2 separate regions of the Mus musculus genome follow, and region 2 is linked to region 1. Evidence: chromatin contacts called from public HiCAR-type data. All regions are on one chromosome and are shown on one strand. Each heading gives the region's core, a stretch centred on a gene start, on an enhancer-like site or on the middle of the called end of the contact. The rest is flanking DNA. Distances are from core to core; before and after follow the strand shown. Region 1 overlaps Gm34627 (a long non-coding RNA gene). Region 2 has its middle 42 kb from the start of Adgrf1.

What was found. HiCAR-type assays count read pairs that join an accessible place to other places.
Region 2: a HiCAR-type map of kidney shows a contact between it and region 1, with 4 times the contacts expected there. The contact joins two enhancer-like sites. A contact is called at or near these places in 1 of 15 datasets of contacts at CTCF or cohesin (the NIH/3T3 cell line), 10 of 484 Hi-C or Micro-C datasets (cortical neurons, embryonic stem cells, frontal cortex and 5 more), 9 of 115 datasets of contacts at active chromatin or transcription factors (differentiating embryonic stem cells, embryonic stem cells, extraembryonic endoderm stem cells and 4 more) and 1 of 9 other capture datasets (embryonic stem cells).

What each region holds. Positions count from the first base shown.
Region 1 is chr17:43,104,581-43,110,079 of GRCm38.p6, forward strand. Gm34627 (a long non-coding RNA gene) reads right to left here. Exons shown (of 3, transcript XR_385582.4): 3 at 5,102-5,399. Among named protein-coding and RNA genes, the nearest start is that of Gm34627, 9.7 kb to the right of the region's middle. Within about 2 kb of position 1,706, at least 8 of the 459 cell types and tissues checked have an H3K27ac peak or open chromatin away from gene starts, as enhancers often do. A contact at or near this core is called in kidney, where this site is marked.
Region 2 is chr17:43,225,941-43,231,575 of GRCm38.p6, forward strand. No RefSeq gene overlaps it. Among named protein-coding and RNA genes, the nearest start is that of Adgrf1, 42 kb to the right of the region's middle. Within about 2 kb of position 4,046, at least 34 of the 459 cell types and tissues checked have an H3K27ac peak or open chromatin away from gene starts, as enhancers often do. A contact at or near this core is called in kidney, where this site is marked.

The DNA.
Region 1 (5,499 bases), core at 456-2,955:
AGGTCTGAGGGCTTGTGTACAAGTATTTTATTTGCTGACGCACCTCACCACCCTTCATTACCAACATTTCAATGTTCCCCAGCTGTATATTAAAGGGCCCAAGAAGTCTATAATGCAGTAACCTGCTTAACATCACTGACACAGAACTTATTAAATTTGCATGACAATGTAAAACATACGGATTAGTATATAATTTAATTTAAAGAAATCTTAATTTGCTTGCTTTTATAAATGCAATTTGTTAAATTGCCTCATGGAACAGCTATTTTCTTCAGAGGCAAATAAAAGAGACACTAATATTGGTAATCCTGCTTCACCCAGGAAGAGCACTGGTCCTAGTCAGGAGTCCAGCACCGCCGTCACTGTTGGGTATGTCTTTACATTTAAGTCAAGTTCAGAGTTCAGAGTAAGAGACTATCCCAGATGCTAGGGTGGCTTTGAGGGTTCTGAGAACCCAAAGGTCACGTGAAAGATATGGTTACTATTGTCAGGCTGATTCTAATCAGAAATCAGAGTCTGGAGATGGAGCAGATACCATTGAGAAGCAGTTAGGAGGTGGTAATGTGGCACTGACAACCCAGCCAAGGCTCAGGTAGCGGTGGACATGCGCATTTGCTTTCTCTTGTGTTTATCGGGCAACAAGCCTGGGTGAACTGGAAAGCGGATGCGGTCTGAAGGTCTGCATGAAACCACAGATGTCGATCCGTGGGGGGCAGACTCCGGGGGCATGTGTCTCAGGGGTATAGCACTTGGAGGTGGCAAGGACTAATTTCAAGGTCTCACACTTTAAAAGCCTAAAGTCCAAGCATAGGTGGGAGCCCAGCCTAGACTCAGAGCGCAGACGCGGACAGAGAGCATGCTAGGAGCCTCTGTTGGACAGTCAAACATGACCGAGTAAGACCGAAACTCCATAGAGACAGACTGAGGGAAGGGAGAGGTTAAAGACAGGGAACCTGGGCTCTAAGATCTCCCTGTAACAGCTCTCCCTTTGTAAGATTGGATCGAATCCCTAGGGTAAGGGGCACAGCTGAGCTTCCAGGTGAGACAAGAGTAGGGAGAAGAACCATCAGGTAAGACAATATAGTTAGAGCCCCAAACCAATGAACCAACTAACCAACCAACCAACCAAACAAACAAATAACCCAAAGACCAAAAAAAAACCCCTAAAAATCAAAACCCAAACCAAAAAACCTCAAAACACAAAACAAAACAAAAAGACCCATGAGCCACAGGAGGAACACAGTTCTGTGAACCCTGGGCTCAAACAAGGGTATGGATAGAAATTAAATGTTATATGGATGGAAGGGGACCTGGAGAAATCCCAGTGTTTTCTCTTGGATGAAGACTCTTGATCCCTGAAACTAAGTCTCACAAGCCCAGATGAAGTTGTGAGTTTAAATCTTGTCAAGTGTGAAACTAGAGCCAACAGTCAAATGCCTCCCTCCACCAGCTAAACCAGTCCATTTTAACCTGTGGATTAAATTGTGGTTTAATTTTAGGCCAGAAAAAAATTTTTACTTGCCATAAATTTAAGTGCTTTAGATACCCATGACATAAAGACTGGAGCATTATGTAAAAGGGAGGCACATTAGAGGTCATTTAATGACTTGTGCCACTTCAGAGCTTTCTATCACATAGTCCACAGCAATTCAAAGTCATGACCCCTAGAACTAAAAACATTACCCATCAGCCTTTGAACTCTGAAACCGGCCAAGTGTAATAAGCCCAGAGCAAAGTACAGACTTTCCAGTGACTGAGCACAGGCAGTGACTAGACCAGATCGGCCATAGTGAGACCACACACTGGCCCTACTCAGCGGGCATTCACTCAGCCTAGATTCCATTTTGGTTGCTGCTCACCTAGTCTCAAAAAGTCTCAGCTAAGTGATGTGACAGCCCTTTGTGCTAGGACATGATCTGTTCTAAATATCTTTCCACAGGTGTGCTGCAAATCACCGTCAACCTGATAAGAACAATCCCTACAATAAAGTGAGTTATTTATACCAACATCCTCCCATGTTGTTGAACCAATGAAGCAAATGTGGAAGAATAATGTTTGGCTCCTTTCTGTTTTGAAAACATTTTCTGGGAAAGCAGGTGTTTGCAGACTAAATAGATATGCATGCCATGGGTGATAGATAGTCTTAGATGTCAGGTCAGTTCTTCATCGGGGACAGATCTTTGGAGGACACTGTAATATTGGTCATGACAGAATAGATTCTGATAGAAGTTGGTGTCTAAAATGAAAATGGCTTGGAGACCACAGGTGATCGGGGAGTTCCTCATGGCTGTTACTTATAGGAAGAATTCTTCCCTCCTATAAGCCCTGCTCCATCCAGCTCCCAAAGATCAACCAGTATTAAGACTGACGTTGTTTAAAGCACCACTATCTGTCCCTGTATCTACTCCAACGCATTGAGCCAGCTATATAGCACTTTTTTTCCGTTCCCCAATAACCCTAAATTTCTTCTACTTCTTGTTGGAGATGTTTCCTTTGCCCCAGATGTCTTTCATCCATCCACTAAGTACTTCCATCCCTTCCTGTACTAGCTAATTCTTTCCTCCCCTCCAAGACTCATCACACCACCGTGCCCTCCAGGATGGCTTCTCTCAGTCCTCACTCATGGACTGAGAGGTGCTCCCACCTCACTTGCCTGGTAGGTGCTCCCACCTCACCTCTGCATGCCAGGAGCTAAGAAAAGGAAGTTAGAACATTACTAGAGATTCGCTTGGAAGGAAGGCAGGAACTGAGATGGAAAGATGGGGGGGGGGGGAATGATAAACCATATGGAGCCACATGAAACCTGGGGTTGTGTGCAGTAAGGGGTGAAAAGGGATCTGGCTAACTGGGTGTTCTCAACGCAAGGAAAGTTCATAAGACAAACCCAAATGAGACCATTAATACTGCCAGGTACAGGGCAATGTCTACAACAACGACGATACAGAATAACCCGTGGCCTGGAGAGGTGGCTGGGTACATAGAGTGTTTGCTAAGCAAACAGGAGGACTGGAAACCAGAACTTTAGGATCATATACATTCCAGATGAGCCTGGCAGCCCACCAATAATACCAATACTAATTAGGCAGAGGCAAGGGGAGCTCCAGGGCAAGGTGGCTTGCTGAACTAGCAAAATCAGCGTGCTCCAGATTCAGCTGGAAACCCTGTTTCAGTGAATAAGATGGAGGCAATAAGACATCCAGTGCCAATCTCTCTTTCCCACATCCACATTTGCTTGGTCACACAGGAGTATCCACATCCATCCACATGCATGCATACACAGCCCCACACGCATACACATGTGGGAGAAAAGGAAAAAGGAAAGAATAAAGTAGGTAGACATGACGTCGAGAAGCAATTTAAGCAGGGTGGATGTGTTTTCTGTCCATCCCTTGTGTGTTTGTTTCTCTTTCCTAAGCTCCACTGTTCATTAGGGGAAAGTTCAACTCACATAAACTTTTCATGTCTTCTTCAGATATCCTCACCTTGAGATGATGTAGTGAGTAGGGTCTTGTGCACAAATCCCTCAGGGTTTGGAGTGGGGTATGGGTGTCAAAGGGCACAGGTGAAACAAACCTGGCTGTGCACTGATTCTTGTAGGGTCTAGGGTTTTATGGGGTGCTTCTACTTTTGGGGGGACTTGACAATTATTCACAACAAAACTACAAAACAGCGCATCAGGAACTATGGGTTCTTCTCAAGTGGAGGGCATTACATATTAACTGAATGCGTACACATGCCTTTAAGATGGGATATGCATATGCACTGTCTAAGATACCCCGAGAAGGCACTGGGTATTTCAGATGCTGAACACAGATTTTCCTAAGCTCTTGCCTTCAGGCCAAATTCTGCTTTTCCTGGACTATGGCACTGTGCAGAGAAAAATTATTTGAGGGCAAGGTGGTGAGAAGTCTTAAAGGCCCCATAGCCGAGGATGGGGTAGGGCTGTCTCTTCTCCTGTGATCACTGAAGGCCTCTTATATTCAACAGACACCAAATCTGAGAGGTCCTACCATGGCCAAGGCCATATCCCCTTTCTTATGTTCAGAGATGGAAAAGGAGGATAATCAAAGTGCTTAACTCACAGGGTCATTAGTACCATGAATGTGTTAAGGTTTAGTCCAGTGAGTTGTTAGCATCGGGCATCTGTGCTTTACTATCAGAGTTAGTGTTTGCGTTGGAGTTAGTGTTATGGGTCAATAGTTACCAGTTAGTCAGACACACACTATGATGGATAGGTTGTTTATAGACAGAGAGAAGACATGGTTTTCTGAATATAAGACGGGGAAGGAGTACCAGGGCTAGGAATGAGCAGAGAAACTATTTGAGGATGCAGCTGTGTATAATTTAGGCAGGGTGTGTAGGGGAGGGGAGAGATGTGAACCAGGAAGCAAGGCAGGGCTGGATGGATGATGGTGGGCCTGGCATGGGGCAGCAAAGTTGAGACTTGAAGCAGGAGGCCCCGAGGAGCCAGGGAGTGACCTGGTCCAGGGAGGGGCGAGATGAAAACATACTTCAGGAGGATTAGGCTGGCATGAGATATAAAGTGTCTCGGTTTTGGGCAGGTTCAGACCAAGGGTCGAGAAGTCCCTACAGAGCTGGAAATTTCTAGACTTCCTCCAGCCTCAGGCTCCAAGCTACATTTTTGCCAGGCTGAGTGGGAATCCTGGAGTTTTCCATGGGACCCAACAATTCATCTTTGTGTCTTCTGTTACCCTCAGCTTTGTTTTTGTGTTGCGTAACATTTCCAGGTCTCAATATCCCAAGCAAGCTGGAGTTTTCAGAGGTTAAACTCTAGAACCTACCCAGCCTGGGTGGCATCTCTGGAAGCAAAAAGAGACACCCCCCTTTTGACCAGAGATCCTTGTAGACAAATGGCCTTAGCTGACCCTGGCTGTTCTTTGGTTCATATAACAATACTCCTCTCCTCTCTCTAGTCCTTCTCCCAACCTGTTTAGACACAAGACTTACATAAACCTTCTCCACTCCCCTCTGCTTCTTCAGGTGGAACCTTGAAGAAAAAAAAAGTTGTTACTAGGCCAAGGAGCAAGGTTTGGAAAGACACGATGTGCTGCCAAATCCAGGAAAGCAAGTTAATGAGAAGGTGAGACTCTGTCCACCCACTTTCTTTCATTGGCGGAATTTTTAGGTAACAAACATAGCTCCAGGCAGGTGTCTGTGCCCCACTCCCATGCTGAGCAGGAGCTGGACCCGAGCTGCAGGTCCCACTCAGCCATTCAGTGGCTTCATCTCTGCACCATCTCCAGACCCCTATGTCCAATTGCACAGCAGTGATCCAGGTCCTTCCCTCTCGAAGTCCTTTTGAGCTCTAGCTTTCCAGGATGCCCTTCTACGGGTCAGTGTGTTGGTCTGGATGAGTCCTGGGTCTGACCAGAACTACTCTGAAAGGGAAGATAAAGAAAGAGCCTTAGAAGAACTAGCTGTCCTAACAACAGGAGACCCCGTACTCACATACTAATGTGCACTCATGAGCTCATGTGG
Region 2 (5,635 bases), core at 2,796-5,295, 120 kb after region 1:
CGTATAGGGGACTTTTGGTATAGCATTGGAAATGTAAATGAGCTAATAAAAAAATGGGGAAAAAAAAAAGAAAATTCCATGGTCAAATTCAGGAAAAAAAAAAAAAAAAAGAACCAGAGAGTTTCTGACCATTGCCAGACTGACATCTACAATAGCATCTTGACTTTTAGCATGGACTGATTTCTGAAGGACCGAGAGAGGACACATTCAGAACCGCTAGGCCAAAACTGTGCGAGAGCTCACCTTTGGTGAACTCACCATCCTCAGTAAGATCTCTTCTGTTTGCATCTTAATCAAATAATTAGCTTAGCAATACCAGCCTCAAGGTCTCACCCTTGATCTCATTTAAGCCCTGCACGCTACTCTGATCATTCCTATCAAGTTAGTCATTCAGTAACAGCTCCAGAAATGTTTACTAAGTGCCAACAACGTGCCAGGGACATTTAGACCCGAAGCAAACAACCCAGGTAGGGTGTCTTTCTTGGAACATATATACTGCTTGGGTGAATTGAATTGTTTTATTTCAAAGTGAAACCAAGGCCCAACAAAAATGGAAGAACCAAAAACTCTGCCAAGGCAGAGACCCCCATGGTAACTAACAGGGGAGCGCTTTCCGAATTGCACTGGTGTGTGTCAGCAGGGGGAACTATTAGCTACAGATTTCCATGTGTTCTGAGACTCAGCCGGCCACCCCTGGAATCAGAGGTCTGTATTTCTCAGCAGCTCTCTCAGTGTTTCTGATGCGGCCTGTCTAGAGCCGTTTTCCAAATGTTTGTCCTAGGACCACTGACCCTGAAGCCCATTTTCTCTGTGTCTGTCAAAGTTCCACACTATCCAAAAGGCAGTTTCAGCTGAGTAACTGCAAGAGACTTCCAGAGGGATAACTTGCAAATGTGTGCTAGGGTCTCCAAAGAACGGCAGAGAACCCCAAGGTGGGTCACACAATGCATAGCAACTGTCGGTATTTTAAACTCAGGAGGTCAGAGGGTGCTCCCCAGAATCAGAAGACAAGAAAGGACCCCCCAGAAATACTCATTAGTGGAGAAATGTAGCCAGTTAGTTTGAGCCAAATCCACCTAGAATATGGAAGGCCAAACAGCTATTGTCCATGGCCACGTAGACCAGCCTTCAGGGGGTAGCGAAGAGGATGGACAGTGCTGGAGGAGCACTCACAGGAAGAGCTTCTAGACCATGCATTCTTCAAATTGCACGCAACTTTGTTTGTTGCTTCATGTCTCCTCACTGTCTTTATTGCCAGCGACAACCCAGGCAAGCAATGCCAAGTTGTTTGCCTCTTCCTTTTCCTCCTCCCCCCCTCTTCCTCCTCCTCCTCCTCTTCTCTTCCTCCTCCTCCTCCTTCTCCTGTTCTTCTTTTCATAGCCAATGATATCAACGAGTATTCTCTATAGTACGTGTACAGTGATGGATTTTTTTTGTCTCTGTCTCTAACGTGTGTGTGTGTGTGTGTGTGTGTGTGTGTGTGTGTGTGTGTGTGTGAGAGAGAGAGAGAGAGAGAGAGAGAGAGAGAGAGTTTTGATGTTTGATGTCTTATTTTTCCACAATCTCTACCTCATTTTAAAAAGCTGTGTTCATCATCCTCATCATTAGCATGAGGGTATATGATGTGTATATATGTGTGATGTCTTTATGATACAATACTATAGCATGTGTGTGGACGTTAGATCACAACTCTGTGGGATTGAGTTTCTCTGCTCACATTAATGTGGTTCTGAGGGTTGCGCTCAGGAAGTTAGGCTTTTGTGGCAAGCACCCTTTACCCTCTGAGTCTTCTTTCCATGCCTCCTCTTTATTTTTCCAGACAGGGGGTTGTTCAATGAACTCGGAGCTCTTTGCTTCAGCTAGAGTAGCGGCTAAGTAAGTACTGGGAACCCTCTTGTCTCCACCTTGCCATCACTGAAATTACAGGTACTTGTCACTGTGTCTGGCTTTCACATGGGGTGCTGGGATCTGAACTCAGGTCCTCAGCTTACCCAGCGAGGGCTTTACCCACTGAGCCATCCATCTCCCCAGAGCATTAAAGGAGAGAACACTTCAAAGTAGGTGCATTACAGTTTTACAGCAAAGGAAATTAATTTACAGATTATGCAACTGACCAGTCACGCAGCAATATAAGCGATAAGTGATTGACTGGAGACCGCATATCTTACACCAGAGCCCATGCTATCAGCCTCTGCGTTTTCCCAGAAAAACACACATCCGAGTCACTCTGGGTAACTTCAGTGTGTGTGGTACTTGTTTTCTTGTACATAACTTTGTCATCATTCACAAGGGTGTTTGTGTTTATTAATTATTACAGGTTTCCTCTTCAGATCCAGGAAGCACCTTGGGCCTTGTGGAGCAACTGTTTTCCGCACGATTTGCCCTTCTTTTTTTTCCCCCCTATGCCCTGTGTAATGAAGAATGCAGCTCAGAGCCATTGTAGCAGTTCACTCTGAATGAGGGTTTCTCCAGGACTTGGTTCTTTTAACGGTAAGCCCAGGACAGATCCCGATGTGGCTGGGGTGGTTGACGATTGCCATGTTTTTAAAGCAGGCACAATTTTATAATGAGAAGACCAGACATTCTCAAACCACATTAAAAAAAATCAATAAAAATTAGAAACATGTTTGGAAAAGATACACACATGATGAATGAAGACTTAAATATATCGTTCTTCATACCTTATGAGCCTGGGATCTGGTTAGGGTTCATCTCATGGCATCTTAAAGCATAATTCATGAGTCTTCCTTAGGATCATTGGAGAGGCAGAAGTCATGTGATATGATGGGGAAGAGGAACTGGAAGACAGTTTGTTCCAGACAAGTCAGCTTGGCATCTAGAGATGTCAAGTGATGAAGGATGCAGGCTGTTGCAACAAAGCCCAGAACCCCATCTCCTTTAATCAGGTCCTAAGCATGTGACACCTGTCTCAAACACAGATGATGTTTATTTCACTGTGTTGTAACCACTTGTTTGTTGTTTGTGTCCCTTGCTAGACAGAAAGACCCTTGAGGACAGCATGCAGCAATCTGGAGATTTACAGTTGTCCCTGTTCCGTGGTCCTAGCTCAGTGACTGTTGAAAGCATCTTCAGCTACAAAGGAAGGGCACTTTCTCAAGGTCTGTGTTTGGGCTTTCTCAATTCAGAAAAACCTGTAACTTTCTAAGCCTGGTCTGAAGACATCAGGTATTCAAGTGGGCACAGGGGAGGCATAACTCCCTACACTATAAAAGGCGTTCCTGCTAAGCAATTTCCAACCTTGTCTGCCTCTGAGGTCTCTCTTGACTCTTCTTCATTCCTCCACCTGCCTTTTCGATTATCTTGCTTTTGGATCTCAAATAACCTTACTTCATCCTTAATGTTTGGCAGGATGCCAGGCAAATGAAAAAAAAAACAAGTGATTTTTTTTTGGGGGGGGGAGGGTTTGGGGTTTATTTTGGGTAGGGAAAGGAAGTAATTTAACTCGCATAAGTGGTGAGGCTTCTGTAGGAGACCATTCAAGAGTTGGTGTCAATGTGTATGTCCTGAGAAGGTGGTAAGAGGGACCTTGGGACACAACTCACTTTGAAATGCATTCCCGTTGTGCTAGCATGCTGCATGTCCAGATGAATTTGTTCTATGGCTAGAATCGACAAGATTGACGATCGTTTCAGGCATAAGTAAGGCTGAGTTATGGTTCTACTATGTACCCAAAGTCCGGATAGGAGGCAAGATCTCTGGAACCCCAAGACTGGTGTCCTTTGCTCTCTTGCAGTCCTGAAGTCTTACAGCCTGCAAATGTCTGGCTCCTGCAATGCCTGGCGTCTCCCATTTTTCTGATACTAACCGGACGGACGCGAAGTGAGAAGCATGGGTTTAGCTTCTGGAGAAAGTCTCCCAGTGCCCGGAGACAGTGGCTGAGAGAAGAGAAGAAATGGCAAGAAAGATAAAGCATGGCTTGGGGCTTCTTTACCATTAGGGGAGAAGATACCCACTTACAAGTGCTATTAAAGCCTGTGGTTAGATTTCACCAGTGTAAATTATTCACGGAGAACTGCCAAGGGTTTTCCCTCCCTGCAGGGTGAACAGCTGGCATTCTGCACTTCCCTGCCTTGCTAGTCTGGTGGGTTTTTTGAAGACTAGCGCCCTCTGGGGGTTGAAGTGAGAAAAACCAATCTAGGAAGAAAAAAGGAGGAAGGGTTTTTGCCCTTGGCTGCTCTTACCTAGTGATGAAAGCTGAGGGGCTTTGGAGAGAAATACTTTGTAATGCTACACTGAGTGTGTAGTGCCACATGACCTTGGGGCTAGTGGTATTTGAGGCTGCTTAATTGTCTTAAGCTAATGTGGCCTCGGCAGTACCACATCCCATGGAAGAGGTTTCCAGGGTATCTAGAGAGCCAGGCTCACTTTCTGTGTTTCCTGTAGGAAGGTACGAGGTATAACAGGACTCAAGACTAAGCTGAATGTGACTGTATGAACCTGAAACATCTAATACTTGGGAGGCTGAGGCAGGTGGGTCACTGGGAGTTTGAGGCCAGCCTGGACTGCATAGGAACTTTTGACACAGTCTAGGCTTCAGACGGAGATGCTGCCTCAAAATGAAAGATTGAAGGCTTGTCGAGAAGACAGGGTGGGCAGTGGTGGTGGTGCACACTTTTAATCCCAGCACTTGGGAGGCAGAGGCAGAAGGATCTCTTTCAGTTTGAGGCAAGCCAGATTTCTATATCAAGTTCCAGGCCAGGCAGGGCTACAAAGTAGAACCCTGTCCTGCAGGAGGAGGAGGAGGAGGAGGAGGAGGAGGAGGAGAAGGAGGAGGAGGAGGAGGAGGAGGAGGAGGAGGAGACGACAATATGTCAGACATATGACAGAATGGCTATATGACTCCTGGAGAAAGCGGCCTAGCATTTGTAAAAGCACTCAATCCATACAGGAGTCAAACTTACCTCGTTGATTTCCTTAAGAAGAGGAATTCTGTCCTCTGCTTTCAAGGCCTTGCTTGAACTTACTGGTAAGTTACTAATGTGTGACTCAAACTGTTACAGAAAGGGCCACGTTGGGGGAAGAGGCAGCAGGGAGGAGATGGAGGGCTTGCACAGCTGTGACAGAGGAAGCCTGAGAAGTCTGCCCGCGGCGATGCTGAGCATCAGAGAGAGGATGCCAGCCTCCTCGCCTCCTTTTCATCCCTCTAAAATGGAATTCCAAAGCTCAGGCCCACAACTCAGTCTAAGAGGACTTTGCTACACCTCAGCATCTCAAACACCCATTTGGAGAGCGGATTGTGTCTCTGCTTTCTGCATTCCAGTCACTGTGATGTATTTCTACGACTATATGTGTGTGTCATATATGTATGTGACTATATGACATATATATGTATGTATGTATGCATATATGTATACACACACACACATATATACACATATATATGACTAGATCTCTGCCCTCTTCTGCAGCTGAGGTGCTGACCCGGAAACTGAGGCAGACAGCAGTGGACGGACCACCTGAATTCTCTCCATCCATACTCTTTCATTGGTTCACCTTCCAGCTGACTGTGTGGGTGTGTATGTTTGCTGGCTCCCTCTGGAGCATGAACTCTCTAAGGTCCTGGGTACTGCAAGTTAGTAGTGCTATGGAGATACCAGAACAATCTTTACCAGCC